Regions from separate parts of the Gasterosteus aculeatus genome. Here region 1 is linked to region 2. The links are chromatin contacts, called in public Hi-C maps. All regions are on one chromosome and are shown on one strand. The core of a region is the stretch at or near the end of the contact, and the rest is flanking DNA. Distances in the headings are between cores, read along the strand shown.

Evidence for each region. A called contact is a pair of places that touch in the nucleus more often than the background predicts.
Region 1: a Hi-C map of liver shows a contact between it and region 2, with 6 times the contacts expected there. The contact joins the enhancer-like site here to the promoter of ap3m2 in region 2. A contact is called at or near these places in 6 of 6 Hi-C or Micro-C datasets (blood and trunk muscle, liver, skeletal muscle and 2 more).

The regions. Positions count from the first base shown.
Region 1 is chr13:17,896,236-17,901,124 of fGasAcu3.hap1.1, forward strand. It overlaps tet3 (tet methylcytosine dioxygenase 3), which reads left to right. Exons shown (of 12, transcript XM_040194851.2): 12 at 1-4,847. Among protein-coding and RNA genes, the nearest start is that of LOC120830298, 20 kb to the left of the region's middle. Within about 2 kb of position 1,751, at least 1 of the 9 cell types and tissues checked has open chromatin away from gene starts, as enhancers often do. A contact at or near this core is called in liver, where this site is marked.
Region 2 is chr13:17,851,058-17,855,840 of fGasAcu3.hap1.1, forward strand. It overlaps ap3m2 (adaptor related protein complex 3 subunit mu 2), which reads left to right and starts at 3,508. Exons shown (of 9, transcript XM_040196032.2): 1 at 3,508-3,641. It overlaps kat6a (K(lysine) acetyltransferase 6A), which reads left to right. Exons shown (of 17, transcript XM_078087220.1): 17 at 1-1,510.

The DNA.
Region 1 (4,889 bases), core at 501-3,000, 43 kb after region 2:
AGGGCGAATGTCTCTCAGCCGTCCCACAGTCTGGTCTCTCCATCCTGGCCCCCTCCAGTCCAATAGAGGGGGGGGGGACATTTTTATTGTTTTTTACCTCATGTCAGGCAGGTGTTTGGGCTTCAGACACACTGCCTGTGGTGCTCTTCCTCTCTCTTCCCTGTAGAGGATCTCCATTGCTTTTTCTTGTTCATAGAATTTTAATGATTCTAATTATTGCTATTATTAGCGCTATTATTATGATTGCTATTGTTACTGTCAATGTTGTTATTACAGGTATTATTATAATGAAGACTTGTTTGTTTTTTATTATTGCTGTTTTCATTAATGTTATTATTAATGATGTGATTGTTTTTGGTTATATATATTTTTTTTAAATCAATCAGTCTGTCAGACTTAGACAATTGCTTTTCCATGTTTGGAAAACGTGTACCCTTTTTTGTTTCTGATTTGTTTGTTGTTGTCAATCTTCCAGCTGTACTTAGAGGAGGAGCCATTATCGGCCTTGTAAGACAGCAAATCAACATTATGGAAATCATATGTACGCATCTGAAAAAAGGGTTTTTCAGTGGGCTTGTCTCAGATATCAATCTCTATTTAAAGATGTACAGATGTGTATCTTTGATTTTATGGCAAGAAGCCCTCTGTAAAAGTTAATTCCAATTATTGTCAACCTGGGGCTCTATTTTCTAGTTTTATTACTATTCCTGATCACGAATACGTTGACCAACAGCCCTGCTTTCTTATACACAAAATACAGTATCACTGTAGCGAAGCCTTCCAACAGCCATTTTTATATTTTCTATAGCATGGAATTTGCATATACTGTATCTTTGTATTTGCATCCGTTCACATTTCCCCGTTACCTGGGAAAATGTGAACTTCAGCCTTCCGGCAAAAAAATTCCAGTTGCCCCTTAAAACACATTTGGATAAGATTTAGCTGCCTCTGTTGCCGTCGGATGACGTGCTCCTCCTCCTCCGTACCCCTTCAGACTGGTGCTCAACTTCCAGCTGTGTTTGATTTTCATTCCGCTACTCTCCATGGCACTTGATGCTGAACTTAGGTGCTCTCTAACCCGGCTCGACTATTATCAGCAAGTGAATTTGTTTTGCCCGAGGTGGAGTGTCAGAATGAGGAGCTCTATTGCTTTAAGACATCGGCGACGAGAGATTTGCTTCACAAATCCTGTCACGTGCTCCTGTAAACTGTACATATCTGGCACTCCGCTGGGGGACAAAAATAAGTGACGCTATTTGCAAATGCCGTTCCACCCAGTTCGGCAACTGGCACGTAGATGGGTAACAGGTGGCACACTTTATCTTCCTATTACATTCAAGTATGCGGGAGCACCTCGCAGTGTAAACTCTAGAGGGCAGCAGTGGCTGCCGCTTCAAAGTGGTGTGTACAAACAAACCGTGTAGCGCGTGAGCTCCATCCGGCAACCAGCAGCCTCTCCTCGCTACTTCAACAAGCCGCTGCCAGCAGAGGGGGATCTCAGGCCCGTTAGCGGACCGCGGATGGGCGTTGTGATGTAGTGGATCTCACGGCGCGGATGTGAGCGGGTGCTCTTTTGGAAGCCCGTCCTGGGGTTGTGCAGAGGGAAATGGTGTTTGGGACAGCGGTGCTTTTGGTGCTAGTACACACACACACCCTCACGTAGACACACACGCACACACACTCTCCGGTGCTCTCCTGCTACACTTGATATACTGTGAAGGGCCCCCTCCTTCCTCTGCATGGTGCTGTCATCTTAGAGCAGAGAGAGGGAGAGAGACGCGTCCTTCTGCGGGCGCCCCGTCTCCACAGAGCCAGTCAATCAAAGGAGCCGCCCCGCGGCGGCAGATCTGACGCTGGGCCTCACAACCGGTTTCATTTTAAGGTGCTTTTTGCAAATTATTATGGAAATGTGGGTTTTGTCTCACACGGCGCTCTGTACGGGGCAGAGAAAGCACAGTAAGTTCAGTGCATCGCCCGTAAGCCTATTCACAGAGATAGACAACAGTGAAATGGAGAAGTGGAGACCTGGGACTTGGCGTCAAATGCAAGAGTCAATGAATCTCTCGGTTTGCGTGTGTGAAAGGGACTCAAACACATGGTTGCGTGTAAGAGAAAAACCAAAGAGAGACTATTTGACGGCCTGGAAAGAGTCTTGTGAGCCGCTCGTTTGTTGTTATCGGGCGTCGACAGTGGGGCTGTTTGATTCGTGGTATTCGAGCGGGGACACGGTTGCCTCGCGGCGTCTGTCAGAAATGAAAGTGAGCGGCTAATATTGGATAGAGGCAGACTCCTGGCTGCCCGGTGGTTGTTTGGTCCAAGGCCCCGGGCATTTGGTGTAGGACCGCGATACCTCTCCCGAAGGTCTCCAGCTCTCTACCTCGCGCTGTAGAGACACTGGTCACAATCAGCAGAAATCATGCTTATGTCCTTTTGTGTGCTCTAAATCTCCACACTCATTTTAACCTGTTTTCTTTTGGGTTTTTCTACTCTTATTTATTACTACATGGTGATGATGATAATGATTGTCTTTGATGTTATTGTTTTTTCATCTTTTTTTATATAGCTAATACAAATTGTACATAGAGAAGAAAAGATTTATAAAAGCACTTTTAATCTTGATTTTAAACAAAAAGAAAGAGCCGACTATTGACAACTTGAAGCTTAGTTTTTTTGTTTTGTTTTTTTTCTCAAGAGAGAGATAAAAATGTAAATATTAAAATATTTAGGTAAGATTATTTAACTTGTGATGATAGTAAATAAACCATAAATGACAAGGGGGTATTTTGAAGTCTCTGACAGCCCTCAACAACACCTGGTCCCGAATGTGTTGTGTGTAAATGTGTGCTTAGTAACACTGCTGTTTTTTCTTTTGTAAGTACTGTAACCCCTTGTCAGCATGTAACTGAGACCTGTCACTTTCTACTAAGAAATACATCAGCTCATTAATGTAACATTGAACCAAGCTTGACATACTTACTGGCAAAAGTCAAAATAAGTGAAGGGTACTCCCCAAGAAGATTTAATGGAAGTTGGAGCGAGCCGCTAGCTGGCTTAGCTTAGCATGAAGACGCAAAATGGGGTGGGGGGGGGGCAAGTAGACCGACTCTGTGAACAGGCAACAAAACCCACCCACCAGTACCTCTAAACCCCACTAACACCGTACATTTCATTTATTCATCGGTCCAAAAACCAACGCTTCACCAAGTCAACCTTTGGTTTCATGGTGGTTACGCTGGTTACGAGTCTATAGGCCGTCCGCGTAACCAGGCAACCAGCGGAGACCGCAGGAAGTGACCGCGCCCTGCCACGATGGTGTGTGCACATGGACTAAAACGTTTGGTTTTTGCGCGGATTCATCAGCAGTGCTTCTCGAGCACTTTGCTCAGAGCCAAACTAACCACTGCCCCCTATTTCCAGTCCTTCACGCTGAGCTAAGCTAACTGGCTACTTACGGAAATGAGAGGGGTATACATCGCCTCATCTCATCTTATATTTCCCAGAATATTTACCCTATTCCCTTAATACCATTAAAGCTGCCCTTTACAAATTTGCCCCCGATCCAAAGGAGTGAAGTTTAAAGCCGGGCAGAGGTGGGAATGTTTTTAGCGATCTTTGTCAGTTGTGTTAGACTATCAGGTAAGAGACTCCCTGCTTGTTTAGATGTATCTATGATTATCTACTCATAATAGTAAGTATGTACTTGGCTTAAGAATCATGACGCCCCTTCGGAACACAACTTTGAGTGTTTGGTTTGGAATAATTACTCGTGTGATACACATATTATGGCTCACAGTGGTTTGACCGGTGCTGGGCCCGGAACTGGTACAGTAACGGCACATTTTACTCTTCAAGCATAACGCACGGACCCCATCACACACGCACACAAATGCGTAAACGGGTGCTGAGGACACATCTTAAAATGTCCAACTTCACGAGAGGTCTTCATGAGAAGCGCCTCCTCCCAAGCTCGTTTAAAGACGGGGGGGGATCGGTCAGCTGGTGCTATGATGCTAACACCTAATAATTCACTGTGTAAAAAGACTAAAGATGTGAGGGATAAATAATTACCACAAATATTTTCTGAGCTCTTCGAGAGTCGAGAGAAATACACTTTTGATTCAAGCAGTTTCGCAGTATGAGAAGCTGCTCTGGTGCTGACTTTGTGGAGTCTTTTGTTACGATGCAACTCAACGGGCACTCAAACAGTTCATTACAATCTATTAACATTCTCTCCGTATTGTACTTGAGCTCCTTTAAACAACGATGAAATATAGAGTCATATTGTATGACGACTGTTACCTGGGTTTCATTTTTGGTATCATAGGCTCTTGAAATGATCTTTAAGCAAGTTGTACACTTAATGATGAAGATATTTGAACAATACAAGAATATCTGTTGTGTTTTGCCCCCTTCCTTTCCCTGGTCACGCACTTCCTTTACTCAACCGCTCTCCTATTCTTGACACGTGTATATTTAGTCTTTCTCACACGCACACAAACATAGATATACAGATGCATCTCACTGCGTATGGCCCACATTTAGAAGTCTGCTGAAAACCTAATTTAATGAACACTCTCCAAATTTGGGATGGAGACTTGAACCCCGGCCCGTATTAAAGAAAAAAAAAAAATGAACCTACACAACTGGCAGCTACTTTCCTTTTTGAGTTAGGATTGTTCTTGGTTCTTTATTTTCATGTCAAGGATGCAGTATGTAAAAAAGTGTTTTTGTTCAGTCTCTCTCTCTTTGTAGCTGTATGGTGTATTATGTGAATACATAGTGTATGTGGTAAAAAAACCACAATATTGTTTTATGTTGCGCGATAAATAAAAACATTGAAGTGAAAACTTTGGTTCATTTTATTTTAATGGGTTATTACACTGGGTGAT
Region 2 (4,783 bases), core at 2,258-4,757:
GGGGGGGGGGGGGCAGTGTGTGTCTTCCCGAAGGGACGTCGTACCAAAAACAGCAAAGACACGGGAGGGACAAGCTGTCTATTCAATGTCCATAAACAAAACAAGTAGCATTATTATTATTTTTTTTTCCCAGTTTGCCACCACTCCGAAAAACCGTTTTAGATGTAAATATTCTGGTACTTCCCGATATCGAGCGCACACGCACACACACACGCACACATACACACACACAGACGCCGGCTAGCTGTCGCCCAACGGCAGCTCGCGGCGGAAAGAACAACGCTACGCTGCTCTTGTCCACACTCCACTGACGGACGGTCAGCCATTTTTTCATATTTTTTTCCCGCTCTTTTTTTTTCTATTATTGCAGTTTGGGGAATGCCGAACAAACGGTGCCATTTCCATCTAACTGCTATAGCAGACCCCTCTTCAGTGTTAGCGGCCGAAACCGGTCCAGGAGTCGGACTTTGAACGGGGTATTCTGTCATGACTGTATTTCATCCCTTTTTTGTATTTTTTTTTTTTTTCCCTGCAAAATTCTGCACTTCCAATTGGCTAGAGAATATGGCGGTAGACAGTTATCCTTTGTAAAAGGTGCGCCTGAATGCCTGATCTAGCGCTCACATGAAAAGAGGGTGGGGAGGGCGGTGGCAGAGGCGGTTCCGGCGGTGGACCTCGTTGCTCCGCGTACCAGTATTCAAAGTCAAAAGAGGAGTTTTCATTTTCTTACAGACCCGACATTGCATACTTTAGTTGTGTGTATTGTTCTGTTCTGTACTTGCATTGTTTTTTTCTTTCTGAATTTTATCAGACTGGGCAGCTTTCTTTTATGACACGAGCTGACTCTTTTTGACTTTAGAAAAGCTATTGTAGAGAAAATGTTTTTTCTATAATATAAAAGGAAACTCTGACATTGATATTGGTACTGTCATTTTTTTCACTTCTGTTTCAGGAAAAAAAAAACAATACATATTTTTTAGCTCGCCTCTTGGGTAATGATTACTAAGAAATTCAAAATTTAAAAAAATTACCACTCACTTTTAGTGACTTTAAGATGCCTTTAACCTCTCCATTCCATCTCATCTCTAGAGTTTTTCTATCTTTGTGTAGTTATATTAATGCTATTTTAAACAAAAAGGACTCCAAATATCTAAAGGTCACTTGGCATTCTTTTTCTTTTTTTACTTGTGTGTGTATAGGAAGACTTCCTTACATTTAAGAGGCATGTAAAAAGGAGCTCAGTATATTTCTGTCTGTTTATATCGCTTCCCTTTTTGTATCCTTTGTAATTGTACATGTTGCGTTGTATGCTAAGAGAGCGCAGAATAAAGAGGAGGGACGGCTGGGCACACAGTGATGGATGGATTGCGCTCAGCGGCCTCGGCTCTCTACTCTTTCCCTGTATGTATTTCCATTTATTCTGTTTTTTTTTTGTTTCTTTCTTAGCAAGTACTTTCAAAGAACTCTGTACATTTTAACATAAAATGAAAATAAATTATGTTGAGCCATTCATGTTTTCCTTGCGCTTTTTAAGCTTTAATCTGAATAGGTTTTTTTCAGGGCCTTCACCTCCGGCCGCTACTTTCAGATTTACTCCAAAAAAACAAATGGAGCTTTTGATTAGTTTTAGAATTTATTTTATAGTACAAGAAATGAGTTTTTCACGATAAATACAGGACAAATGATGAAGTAGAAGTAGTCCTGCAAAACCAAATGTTTTTAAATTTAAACGTATTTCTAACTTCAAACTGACTTTTGCTCATGTGTTTCATCAGAGCTGCATGCGTGTGGTTTGATCACTTTTGAGTGACCGCGTTGACAATCAAGCAAACAACCCGACTATCATTGGCTCACACACACACCGCTGAGCCCCTATTGGTGGAAGAAGTGCGCACGTGTTTTTCCTAAAGAAGCCTTTCCATTTTAGACCAGTTCAAAAACACAAATACAGCATCTTGTGTCAAATAACCAACACCGTTTCAACTTCCACACGTTTCAATGTAGGACCAAGATTTGTCATCTGGTCAAACTTGATATTTTTTTCAGTCTTTTAATGCTGCTATATCAACATTTTTGTCCAAAGTAAAAATTGAATGTTTCATTTTAAGTCTAATTTCCAAAGAATGATGCCACATCTTGTTTGATGTTGCCCCCTACCTGCTATAAAGCATTCCATATTTAAAGAAATGTGGTTTTACTAAGCTCCATTCCATCACTAATTCATACATTTTTCTCCATTGTCGGCGAGCATTTATAGTGAACATTTTGACATGGAATTGCTTTGAGTGTCCTCTAGATGTCCCCAAAGACAAGTGAGCGTGGCAAGTTAAGAAGAATGGAGTGGAAATGAGTTTTATCTTCCAGCACGCTGACATTTTCAACTAAATACATCGACGTGAATCCCTGAACTTTGCTGCGCTGTGAACAGTTGATCTCTATTTCAAAGGAATAGCTCAGAACACACGAGTCCCATTTGTCACATCTATTTAATGTAAAATGTTTTATCAGGTCGCTACGGTCGCCACAATATGCTGAAGGACATGTTTGGTTGTGCATTTTCTATGTCATGCGCGTCAGAGTGATTAAGATCTCCAAATTGTATTAATGTCCTGTGACCTTTGCCTGATGAACTGCGTCTTGTCACAGCAAGTCAAAGCACTCGGAACTCGTCAAGAGCTTCGTTGTGAACGTTTCTGAAGGATGAGGCTGTGAGCCAAACTAAGCTCCGATATCCTAGTTTGGTGTCTTTGCCCGGGAGTTTCACCAATATTTACAGTAAAGATTTGACTTATTGACACTCTGGGGCGGTTTTCTCAAACGCTCATTGTTTGCATGTGTGCTTAGACTTTGTCTTAAAGGTGTGAGCCGCACTTGGAAAGAAGGTGGAACTGCAATATGAAGTAAATTAGTAAGTAAATACTATCTACATATGTTCAATATACTATATAAGGAACTACTGTTTGATTATGATTTGTTTGAAATACTGAATGTTGCTCATTTTCAACAACGCAACAGTTTTTTGAAAGTGCCATGTTTCATTTACATACTGTGTCTTTGTGTTGTCCAAATAACACACTCTGGTCTTGTACAACAATTACAAAAGTCTTCAACAAGAAAAATGCTCAACATGTGTTTTCGTGTCATTCATAAAATACTTTAGTATCAATATCCAAAGGTATTTTGGCTATTTACTTGCTATTTAATTATGACTAGATTAGGGGGCCAATTTACAATTAGATTGGCTCTGTACATAACAAAATAAGTAATTCATTTTAACCTGACCGATTAATTACTGTGTAGTTTTTGAAGAAGTTTTTGAACCATATGTTTTATCTCCTCAAGATGAAATCTGATACTGGAAACAAAATGTCAGACCAGCCACATCTTCAGGCCAATCAGCGGGCAGTCTTACTGGTGTTTACCGAAGCCCCCCCTCTCTTCCACGGACCAATCACAGCCAAGTCTCAAGGCACCAGCTTCCGTATTATTGACCTATAACTCTATTAAGAGGGCGGGATCTCACGAGCTCCCCGGATTCCGATTGGTTCGCTGCAGCGTATCCTTCTCTGTACCAAGCGCTGTTCCACCTAACGGGAAGCGACGACGGCAGCTTAATCTTTCAATTGGAAAAAGGGTGAACGGTGAGACGAAAACGTTAATATTTGTCTTCGGTGAGTCATGTGCAATTGACCCGTTGCCCCAGGGGGGCAAGTGGCGCGTTCTCAGTCAAAACAGCTGCGTTATTTTAAGGTATTTCCATCCCCTGTAGCGGGTGACGGGGCTTTTCCTCCTCTGTCATGAGACCGCGGAGCAGGAGGAGGCATTGATGTAGCATCTCGTATGGCGACGGAGGCCTAAATAAACGGCTCTACAGTGGAGTTAGCTAGCTAGCTAGTTACGCGTTTAGACGTCGTATATTGTTAATACATGTTGTGTAGCTGGCACGTATTCTGGTTCTTGTGGCGCCGAGTTTCATCCGGTCCGAAGTTGATCGCGTCGTCGCATATTTAATGAATATTCCGGTGTCATATTTCCCAGCGACCCGAAGAAGAAGCTGCTCAATGAAAACTGGGTCTGTGGCAAGTTAAATATGGATACGTTATTTTCCCCTTGTATTGTAAGATCTAGATGTTTTTTAATTACTCATTTAAATTTAACAGTTAAAAGTTAAATTAGTCAGTGACATGACAGGATCTTTAACCCTTTCAAATGTTAGATTGTAAATTAGAATACATAGTGTGCAATACGTAACGTAACAAATAATAAAAAATGAGGTAGGTACGTTGTGTTTACAGAGTACACGTACTATGGACTACATGAAATATACAATAGGTACATTGTGTTTACAGAGTACACATACTATGAACTACATGGAATATACAATAGGTACATTGTGTTTACATAGTATACATACTATGAACTACATGAAATATACAATAGGTACATTGTGTTTACAGGTTGCCCATGAACTGGAGAATTGCTTTCACTTTAAAAAAAAAATATATATATATATATATATATATATATATATATATATATATATATTATTTAACAATCTCAATAATAAATATTTTTAAAAACTATTTAAAGTTATGCATTTGTTTCAGCTGTTTTTGGAGCCTTGTTCCACAAACAAAGTTTTTAAAAGCTGCTTGAATACAAATCTACTTTATTGAAGGGTGTATAATACGGTAACGACTTGTCATCTTAAAGTACTAAAGCACAGGTGTAAATGACACAAAGATAAAATGCATGCTGGCTGACTGGACACTTGATGAAACAG